Linked DNA regions of Mus musculus: all the other regions are linked to region 1. Evidence: chromatin contacts called from public HiChIP or PLAC-seq data. All regions are on one chromosome and are shown on one strand. Each heading gives the region's core, a stretch centred on a gene start, on an enhancer-like site or on the middle of the called end of the contact. The rest is flanking DNA. Distances are from core to core; before and after follow the strand shown. Region 1 has its middle 19 kb from the start of Nos1ap. Region 2 holds the start of Atf6 (activating transcription factor 6). Region 3 holds the start of Uap1 (UDP-N-acetylglucosamine pyrophosphorylase 1).

What was found. HiChIP or PLAC-seq counts read pairs in DNA pulled down with a chosen protein or histone mark.
Region 2: an H3K4me3 HiChIP or PLAC-seq map of bone marrow-derived macrophages shows a contact between it and region 1, with 2.1 times the contacts expected there. The contact joins the promoter of Atf6 here to the enhancer-like site in region 1. A contact is called at or near these places in 6 of 39 promoter capture datasets (the 3T3-L1 cell line, the SN4741 cell line, hippocampal neurons and 3 more), 7 of 115 datasets of contacts at active chromatin or transcription factors (the NIH/3T3 cell line, the SCID.adh cell line, astrocytes and 4 more) and 1 of 9 other capture datasets (adipose tissue).
Region 3: an H3K4me3 HiChIP or PLAC-seq map of bone marrow-derived macrophages shows a contact between it and region 1, with 2.9 times the contacts expected there. The contact joins the promoter of Uap1 here to the enhancer-like site in region 1. A contact is called at or near these places in 12 of 39 promoter capture datasets (3T3-L1-derived adipocytes, the C10 cell line, cranial neural crest and 8 more), 1 of 15 datasets of contacts at CTCF or cohesin (pro-B cells), 1 of 484 Hi-C or Micro-C datasets (embryonic stem cells), 11 of 115 datasets of contacts at active chromatin or transcription factors (astrocytes, bone marrow-derived macrophages, differentiating embryonic stem cells and 4 more) and 3 of 9 other capture datasets (adipose tissue, embryonic stem cells and pancreatic islet).

Annotation. Positions count from the first base shown.
Region 1 is chr1:170,607,316-170,610,694 of GRCm38.p6, forward strand. No RefSeq gene overlaps it. Among named protein-coding and RNA genes, the nearest start is that of Nos1ap, 19 kb to the left of the region's middle. Within about 2 kb of position 1,311, at least 20 of the 459 cell types and tissues checked have an H3K27ac peak or open chromatin away from gene starts, as enhancers often do. A contact at or near this core is called in bone marrow-derived macrophages, hematopoietic stem and progenitor cells and liver, where this site is marked.
Region 2 is chr1:170,865,381-170,869,022 of GRCm38.p6, forward strand. It overlaps Atf6 (activating transcription factor 6), which reads right to left and starts at 2,391. Exons shown (of 16, transcript NM_001081304.1): 1 at 2,270-2,391. The coding sequence starts at 2,321. Gm9929 (a long non-coding RNA gene) reads left to right here and starts at 2,450. Exons shown (of 2, transcript XR_003948181.1): 1 at 2,450-2,534; 2 at 3,201-3,642.
Region 3 is chr1:170,172,835-170,176,390 of GRCm38.p6, forward strand. Uap1 (UDP-N-acetylglucosamine pyrophosphorylase 1) reads right to left here and starts at 2,130. Exons shown (of 11, transcript NM_001305045.1): 1 at 1,916-2,130.

The sequences.
Region 1 (3,379 bases), core at 61-2,560:
GTTGTATTTGTAATACTTCCCGCAACAACATTGCTCAGTTCAGAGTGTTTGCCTAAAACCCTGAGTTTGATCTGAGTACCACATAACTGTAATCCCAGCACACGGGAGAGAGAGCAGGTTGACCAGAGACTAAAGGTCAACTCCAGGTACGTTGTGACTCTGAGGTCACCCTGGGCTACACAAAGACCCCTTGTCAAAAATAAAAAAATTAAAACTTAGACCTGCAGTATGGCTCAGCAGATAAAAGGACCTGTCAACCAAGCCTGCTGACCAGATTTTGACCCCTGGGACCTTCATGCAAGAAAGGGAGAACCAACCCTTGTAAGTTGTTCTCTGACCTCCACACAGTATTGTGGTACACATGGCCACAATCAATCCATCAATGTAAAATCAATACTCATTCCGCTGATGAAAGGAAATTTCCTAACTGGTCCTATCTTCTAACTAAGACCATCTAAAGTCAACAAACATGTACTATTCTGTGACATTCAAGTTCTTTTGGAGGCCAATTGAAAAAACAAATGAATGCCATATTTGGTCACAATTAAGATCTACCTGAGTCCATTTGAGGCCTGGGCAATGGATACCCAAGGCACTTTTATAGTTATTCCCATGAAAGTTTTGACAGGTTTTATTGAATGAAGGATTTCATGAAGCTGGTTTCAAGCTGAATCCCAAAGACAGGGAAAATTTTTCTTGTATTTACCAGGTGCTTGGAGATCGATGTTACCTCATTATGCATGAATTTAGGGAACACCTAACAGATGCCGTTGTTACATAAGATTTCTGGCCACATGGTCAGTCGATATTTGCTAGTTGCTAACTCTGTACTGGACAATAAAAAAATAGATGAAATAATTTCTCTTCTCAAGAAATTCACCTTGATCTAAACAAGGAGTTAACACTGACCTCACAGCCCCAGAATAGCAGTGCATGCCTGTAATCCCAACCTAGGAAACTGAGGCAAGACAATGCCATGAGTTCAAGGCCAGCCAGGGCTACATAGCAAAACCCTCTCTAAATGACCAGACAGGACTGGTATGCAGGTATTTACATGGTACAGAAATAAAACAGAAAAACTAAGGGGTCAAAGTGACTCCAGAAACTAAAGAATAGGTGAGGTATTCTGTGTGGCAGCTAGAGGTGGGGGTGGGGGATGTAGAACCAGGGAAAGTGTCACGAAGGATGCAGTATTTGAGCCCAGCACTGAGGAATTCTATTACTTTCATAAGCAAGAACAGAAAAGATCATTCTGGACAGAGAGCAGAGCCAATCAGGCTGCTGCTATTGGTCCATGTGCTTGAGACCAGAACCTCCTCTCCAAATGCATGTTGACTTTTGCTCTACCAGCTGAGTCCTGTTCAGTTGTCCAGTGAGCTCTTGGGCCTTTCCCAAATTAACTCCAGGACCTTAAGCATAGAGGTTTAGGAGGACATGAGCCAGGCTTCACGCCTCTCCTGAACTCAGACCTCTGTCCTATGACTATACATCTCTGGCCAGAAAGGAAGAGCACTCCACAAAGGCCTTCCCTCTCCTGTTACAGCCGTTAGAGAGAAAGAGAAAGGAAAATGTTGTTCCTCATTTTGAGATCATACAGAAAAAATGATAAAGTCTAACTTGTCCATGGGATTGTTTCTGCATTTGCTCATGTAGAGATACTCACTAGATATACTGTACACAAATATAGTTATAGACATATACAATGGAGAGACAAGCAGACAGACAGACAGACACACATGCACACACACACACATGACTCCAACAGCAAATATCTATAAGAAGATAAATGTAATATGTTGTATATACATGATTAATTAACCCTAAAAAGAAAATAATTCCTGGGGCTGGGGAGACCGTTTCTGTTCCAGAGGAGCCAGGTTCAGTTCCCAGCACCCACATGGTGGCTCACAAGCATCTGCAATCCCAGTGCCAGGGGATCTGACTCCTCTTCTGACCTCTGTGACCTCTGACCAGGCATGGGTGGGGTACACTGAAGTACATGCAGGCAAAACAACCTTACACATAAACACAAAACAAAATAATGAGAGAAAAGATAAGAAAATGAAGATAACTCTTAGCTGGGAGTGGGGGTGCAGATCTAACACTCCGGCGCTCAAGAGCAGGAGATAAGAGGATCATTGCAGGTTCAAGAGCAGCCTGCTCTATATAGCAACTTAGGTATGTTTCCAAGCCAGCTAGTGCTGCATGGTGAAGTCCTTTTAGGTGTCCAAAACCTAAAAAAGCATAGAAAGAAAGAAAGAAAGAAAGAAAGAAAGAAAGAAAGAAAGAAAGAAAGAAAGAAAGAAAGAAAGAAAGGAAGGAAGGAAGGAAGGAAGGAAGGAAGGAAGGAAGGAAGGAAGGAAGGAAGGAAGGAAGGAAGGAAGGAAGAAAGAAAGAAAGAAAGAAAGAAAGAAAGAAAGAAAGAAAGAAAGAAAGAAAGAAAGAAAGAAAGAAAGAAAGAAAGAAAGAGGGAGGGAGGGAGGGAGGGAGGGAGGGAGGGAGGAACTCAACACCTGGATAAACCTTGGGGATGCTAGATATTAAACTAGGTACTTGGGTACTTGACAATGGCAAGCAAGCAGCCAGCACCATTTTGGAGCGGGTTAGTCTGTGGCTTCTGGCTGTATCGAAGCATAACACAAGCATCACTTCAAGTGCCTGTCTGTGGTCTGTGGAGAACACATGTTTCTGCTAACCCTGTCAGGACGGAGGGTGTTTGTGGCGAAGAGGCAGAACCCGGGCCAGGAGCACACTGAACTTGCAGAGCTCAAGGGCTGGAGAGTGGGCTGAGTCTGGGGCCTGAGATGGGGAGGACCGCATCTTCTGCCTCTTTGCTTGTTGGAACCACGGTCTTGCACTCACTGCCCCTGGCCCCAACACACAACTGAAGGCCAGATCCTTGGGAGTTTTGTGCCATGCTGGGAGAACTTTAGCAGAGTAGATTTCCTTTCCCCCTTCCTTTCTCCCTCTTGATTAACATGAATCTGATCTTCCAAAGAAGGAAACGGCTGCTAAGATGAATTTTGTTAAGTATATTTTACCAAAATAAATGTTTTAAAACAATGACATCATGCATTACTTATAAGTATGTATCACATTTCTTATCACGTTGTGAGCTCCTAACAGACACTTGCTGTCCAAGGCCCATCATGACTGCATTAGTGGTGCACTTAGATAAGAGGGCCCGCCCAGGACCTGGAGATGGAGCCCAGTGACTGAGTGTTAACCTCATGCATGCAAGAAGGGTCACCCAGACTTTCAGAGATGTATTTTAGGGCTCAGGATGTGGCTCAGTTGACAGAGTGCTTACCAAGCATGTCCCTGGGTTCCAATCCAATTTAAACCTGGCATAGTAGCCCAAGACTGTAACCTAGTCCTG
Region 2 (3,642 bases), core at 1,141-3,640, 260 kb after region 1:
ACCTCAAGGTATGGTACTGTACGCTTGTAATCCCAGCATTCCAAAGGCTTAAGGCAGGGACATCAGAAGTTTGAGGCCAGCCTGGGCTACACAATGGCCTCTAACAAAAGGCACTTGTGTGTAACCCAAATGCCAGTCTCCATAGCCTTGGTGGGAGCACAGCCATGCTTGCCCATCTATACCTTCTGCTACGGCTGTTTCTTCCCTGTGGCAGAGCAGTTTCGACAGAGACCACAGGACAGTGATGCCTAAAATAGCTGCTCTCTGAACCTTTTCAAAAACCACTTGCAGATGTCCGCTCTAAGTGTCATTAATCACATTTAGAAAATAAAAAAGTAGAAGTACATCCCATCGTACCCTGTGCTGAGATAACGTCCTTCAAATTGTACAAGTTGTTCTTCATAAGAAATACCAATTATAAAAGCCAATTTTTAAAATTTAACAGTACAGCTGTTAAAATTACTACTAAATACATCAGTAAATTGACCAAAAATTCAAAACAGCAACTACCAAAGAACCTATTATTTTATTAAGAAGCCCTAGTAGACAGTAGTGTTCAACTCTAATGCCTGCAAAATCTATCCTACCTACTGAACACCTGAGGGAATAAAAGTACTGAACCAAGAGACAACTGTTAACAGTCTGAAAAGGGAAGGCTAAAAAACATTGGGGAAATGACATATTCAAGAGGAGACAGGGCAGGATACCTGAGAAAGGAGTCAGTCAGCTGACTACAAAGAACTGCGCATTGTTGAAGAATCAAGATTAGGAGTTAGGAAAATGCAGCTGAGAATCAGACTCTAGGACAAAAACGATACCATCAGGAAGTGCCTTTTAGTTATACTTTAAGAAATGCCACAAACATAATGGTCAAATGATTGAGAAAACTAATTCTAATTGTAACTACCCAACATATCTAAGTAGACTTGTTAAGAACATTAGCATTAGGAAGAATCTAGGCTTGGGGGGGGGGGGGGGAGCAAGTGTTACAGAGTAGAAAAACCAGAGGCACAGACTTCAAAGTTAGATAAGCCTGGTTCTGATCCTACTTTATCACTTACTCGTCTAAGACTCAGAGAACAGATTCTGTCAACCTCTGTTTCAACATCTATAGGATGGCGGGACCTCATTGGACTGTTATGAACATAACATAAATAACACATGTAGTGTGCTTAGCAAAATAAAGTCCTAAACAAGTGACTGCTGTTACTATAACAAAAGCATTTAGCTGGGGAAATGAACTGGAGAATGAACATTTAAAGGTTTTTTTTTTCCAGAAAGTTGTCAAAATCGGCCCAAAGATTAAAATAAACCTTTTATAGATTGTAATTGTAGAGAGCATCTGCCACTGTTAAATTAAACTAGGATTCCAACACTTCCTAGTTGAGGGCCCACTCATGTTATAGTGGAATGTTAGTCCATGAAAAAAAAGTGTCCCCAAAACTGAAGGACAATGTAGTCTCACTACAGGATCCATTGAGCCACCTACAGAACTCCATTCACATATTAACACACATAATCCTGTTAACATTCTGTCTTGAAATCGAGAAGGGACTATCAGCTTTCTCTAAGGATTTGGATGCCAAAGCTTGTTCCTTGTCATTCTCTGGTCCATCCTTCCTGAACACTAAAAATAGACTTAACAAGAGATTTCAGAGCTGTGTTTGGACAGCAGTCAGGATTACATCAGTTTGTGTTAGATCTAGTAATCAGGGACACGAGGTCAGGTGCTTGGGAGAGTTTCTTCTTTGCCAATTTGGATCTATGTCTTAAACCAACAGTTCAAGCTGGGAGCCAAGGATTTTCTTCTGTATTTTAACCAAGTTTTCTCAACATATCTCGTACACGTTCAGTGCGCGCGCGCGCACACACACACACACACACACACTCACACACACACATACACACACACACACTCAGCGCTCCCCAGCCACACGCCCACAGTCTGAGAAAATAGCTTGGAGCCTTTGGGGCAGCTACAATCATCATCCTACTAAGTTCTGGTCCCTCACGATCACCTGGAATTTCCACCAGGAACACACGCTGAAAAACTACAGCAATTTCAATTAGAACATCATTCCATTATTGCTACGGCCAGGACAGAAGCCCAGAGGCTCTGCCAGCCTCTTCTACGACCCTCAACCCGTGGCCTCGCTCCCCGGACACGGGTCGTCCACACCTGTCACCGCCACCGGGCGGAAATCGGGAGGAGAAAAAAACCCGCAGACGCGGCCCGACCTAGCTCGGGTACATTCGCAGATCCACTCACCCCAGTCTTCATCTGGTCCATGAGGAAGAACCGGACTAAAAGGCGACTCCATGGCGCCGGCAACACAAGCCGGCTTCCCCGAAACAGACACCTCTCCCTCACAACTCGGATGGGTGAGTAACCTGAAACGGCGGCGGCCGGAGGACAAAATAAGCTGAACGCTGACACGGACGGTGGCCGGGCGGAGGCAAACTATCTCACCGCACGCGGGAACTGGGATCCAAAGCTAAGGAGACGTCAGCAGATAAGCAAACTCAATAGACTTGTGAGTAAATATTTCCCTACGAGGATTTCAGCACTTTCTGTCCCGCTGTGGGGTTTTGTGGTTGTTCTTTTTTGTTTCTCTCTCCCTCTCTCTCTTTTTTTTTTTAAATTGAGCGAAGAGCACGCAGATTTTACCGCTTTGTTAAAATTCGCTGATAGTACTAAAACTGAAAAGTCTCCTGATCATAGTGGCTTGTTCTTTGTGCTTAATACTACGATATAGACATCTCAGAACGAAATTAGAAATTGACAGTAAACCTGATTCTGTATTTATAAATGCTTTTCAATCGCTGTAAAAATTTTCCACGTACACGGTAAATAAAGAAAAATACAAATTTCCGACATGTGTTAGAACCACTCCTTTACTGGGACAGAATCCGAGGTAAACTTTCTCACAAATAATACTTGTAGAAAACCCACCTTCAAACAAATTTAAACAAAGAAAATATATAAGATAAATTCTCCATGTCCGCACTTACCTCCTAAAGAAGAGTTTCTAAAACTCGCAATAAGCTGTCAATCTCTTATTACTAAAATCCAAAATTCTAAATATTTTTAGAGAAGAATCATGCATCACGGATTCCAACTGGAAAATGTGAGCAATTTGAAACAACAGTTTCGAGAACCTACTTAGTGTTGTTTACTTTTCGGTTTTACTCGATTTCAGTAGCCAGGGACTGCATTCAAACCCAGACGGTGAATGAACACGGATCCCTCTAGGACCGAGAGGAACTTTTCCCATGGTTACAAACAAACATAAATGCTTCCCAGAATCCTCCGAGCTCCTCGTGGCTGCGGTTACTACCGATTGCGATTGCGGAATGCAACAAGGTGAGAGGAAAGCCAGGTCAGAATTCGTGAAGTCCGGCTGGGACCACACCCGCATACACACGTGCAATGCACCGCCCGCGCGCACATACATACATATATACATACACACACATACATACACACATACATACACACATGCATGTGCAATACGCAGCACGCGCGTGCACATACATGCATACATACACGAACACACGCACACTCGCGATTCTGAAGTCCCCCTACGACAAATGACATTCCTTTCGTCGTTGGAATTATATATATATAAATTTTAAAAAAAA
Region 3 (3,556 bases), core at 880-3,379, 430 kb before region 1:
CACTTCCCTGGTGTATGTATTTCCTCATGAAGACGACCCGGCCTTTTTCATATATCCTGAAGATTAAAAAGCAAAGAGGCCTCTTCTACTAAAAGTACACGCACACATACTATGGTAAATATTAGGTAGAACTGTTCCTTTAAAAGTCATTCAAAGCTGGGCAGAGGAGGCTCACTCCGCTAATCCCAGCACTGAAGAGGTAGACAAATCTCTGTGAGTTCCCGGCCAGGGTGGTCTGGGCAGAGGCAGAGGCTGAGGCTGGTGGATCTCTGAGTTTGAGGCCTGATTGATCTACAGAATGAGTTTTAGGGCAGCCAGAGCTACACAGAGAAACCCTGTCTCAGAAAAAGGAGAAAGAGAGAGAGAGCGCAACCTAGCTAGCTAGCTCATTCAGTAAGTACTGGGTAGTACTTTGGGTGCTTGGAGAAAAACATACTCATGCAAATAAAACAACTCATTGTAAACTTTGATATCTGGTCCCAGAACACCAGCAATCCACAAATCTTATTACCAAAATCAAATCTGTCCATTTATGTGTTGTGTAACATTCATAATAAATACGGTTATATTTACCTGACACAGCGATAACCATAGTACTGCATCTCCTACTCATTTTTCTTGAGAGCTGTGTGTGTGTAACTAAATTCAAATGGTATACAGCAATAGAGAAGAGAATTAAAAAGACGTGGATTTTTATACTAAGAACAAAAGTCTGCACTAGAAATTATGACTAAATTTGGTGTGTGCCTACAACCTAACACACCTGGATCAACATACCCAACAAACCATTATCAAACATGCCTTTATTAGAATTTAAATGCCACATTAAGGACGTCCAGTATTTCCCAATTCCACCCCCACCTCTGCTGCTATATGTCCTCAGGGTGGGTTAGTAAATCGCTTTGGGGGGTGGGGGTGGGGTGGGGGGGACACATGGAGCCAGGCAGTGGCGGTACATATCTTTAAGGTAAATGGATCTCTGAATTCTGGGCCAGCCAGGTCTACAGAGTGAGTTCCAACAACCAAAGCTACACAGAGAAACCCTGTCTCGGAAACAAACAAACAAACAAACGAAACAGGAAAAAAGAGGGGAGGGGAGGGGCTGGGGTGGGGGTGGGGAGGAATGGTACTGAGACTGACTTGAGTCCTAACCACTAACTAACAGGACAGACTATGAAGTCTTTTCCCTCAGCCAAGTGAGTCAACTAATAACGAAATGGATAAATGCTTTTGGTTTGCTGCAAACTCTTGGATCCAAGCCCAGTGAACTTCACCTCCAAGTCCTTAAACTTGTGCCTCTCATAAATGCATGATCATTACCATCGGATATCAGATCTCATAGTATGCCGATGAAGGCCAGTCAGCCTTCACACCAAACTTTTAAAAAATCTTCTAGAGCATATGTGTGCTCTCAGCCTCACCGTTCCTCCAGTCCAACTGAGGGGAAAACCCTGAAATCTGAACCTCTCTCACTATCAGTATCAAGCGAAGGCAAGCGGGTCCTGTGCTAGTCACATCCCCCATTGGGATCCACTGTCCTGGTCGGAACTATCAATTCTTACCCTCGTGGGTTCAAAACACCCCAACGCGCTTTCCCAACAGTAACAGCGATCACTTATTCCCACCGGTGAACCCCAGAAGTGGCACAACTATGCCCGGGCCCTAGCCTGAAACCCTCCTGGCTCCTCTTCCCCCAACTCAAAAACAGCGCTGACAAGCGCCGGGAACTCCATCATCACCCAAGCCTCCTCCCTCAGGTCTCCCCCAAGACCCTCCGCGCGCGCATCCCCGCCCCGCCGCGACACAGCCCACGCCTCTCCGGAGCTCCGAGCAGCGGACGCCGAGCAAGGTGCGGCAACGCGTAGCCGGGTCCCCGCGCTAGGCATGGGAGCGCGCGCGTGAAGGGGGTCCCTACCTCCCTCGACAATCCCGCGGCTCCTTCGGCTCGGCTACTCGCCCGTGTCCCGCGCCCGCCTGGAATATATACTGTCATCCGAGGGGCCGGGGCGGCGGGGCGGGCCACGAGCAGCGGCCGAGGGGAGCGCGGGCCCCGGCCACCCGGCCCCTCCCGCCGCGGTGAGTGGCTGCGGCCCAGGGGCGGAGCGGAAGCCTGCCGGCCCGACACGTCAGCGACCGAGAACAGCCAAAGGGGCGGGCACCGGCGACAGGAAGGAGGAGCCTCTTTACGTCACTCAGACTCTTGCCCAATAGGATGGCCAAGGATCCTGTCAGTCTGTGGTACCGCCCCCCACGCACTAGCAGGGGCGGGGCCGGCTACGCGCGCGGCTTCGCGGGGAGGTGAGGCCAGGCGCCACCTTAAGGACAAACTGCAGGGCGGGTCCTCTCGGTCACCCGGGGCGGATCAGAGCGCCTGGTAGGGAGCGCGGCGCTGGCAGTGAGTCTTCAAGTGACGGATTTCCGAACGCCCACGGGTGTGGTTGGGAAAGACCCGCCGGTTTCTAGGCAGAGATCCCTCCAAGGCAGGCCTGTGACCTTAAGCTAGCTGATTTTGTCTCTAATTCTCCACATACCTGTTTGCCAGTGACCCGGGCTTCCTCTGCCATTGTCTTCGGAGTCTCTTGGGTGTCGACACAGCCGGGTTGCCTTTTGCACAGCGACTAGTGAACGAAATGCAATCAAAAGGGATTAGATGACCCGAGGCCATGCAAAATGTGCCAGTCAGGGAGAACCGGCCCAGAGAGCAAGAACTTAGCTAGGAGAGGAGAGCTAAAATTCAACTGTCCTGTTACAGCATAGGCAGCAGATGTGCATGTGCAGGCTATAATCTCAGTGTTATGAAGTTGCATTTATATTTAGAGCTATTATGTTGGGTTTTTGCAGGTTTTGAAACGAGAGTCCAATTTGTTGAGATGTCAAAAGCAACTAAATTTAACATATCAGGATGTTTTCCATCAGGTGGATAGGCTTCCTCATTTTACATTTTCAGTGTTTTCTTAGTCATTCTTGCGTATTCATTTTTAATCCAGACTTTACTATCAATTTATGTCATTTAGAAATATCATTTAACAAGGGGTATCATTTGTAAATAAAAACGTAGTTGCCCATCTGTTAAGGCACCTTTGTGGCTTTGAGAGATTAGATGGATAAACAGCTTGGTGGAACAGGATCAAGGAAGGACATGATATATTATTAGCAGTATTTGCTTGGCCTTAGCCTTGCATGCTCTCTGGAATCCTGTCAGAACGCCACGTCGCCTGAGAAGCTGTAAATGGCACCCACAGTGCTGTTGATAGTGGTAGGTGTGCCTTCCTGGAGCAAGACTAACAACACGGGTGTGTTCTCTAGTTTTCATACTTCCAGCTTGGAAAGTACCGAGTCTTAAGTGAAGAATTCAGAGCCTGCCCACAATGGGGTTGCCCAGAATCTCTTGACCTTCTTTATGTGTGCAAGTCCCTGGGGTAGAAGCATTCTCTTAGAAAGAAATTGGCGGCTACAGCAGTCAATAAAGAGCATATTGTCCAAAACGTATTTATTTATTGAGTTATTCTACAGTAGAACTTACAATAGACTCTACAGGGGAATCAAGAGTCTATTT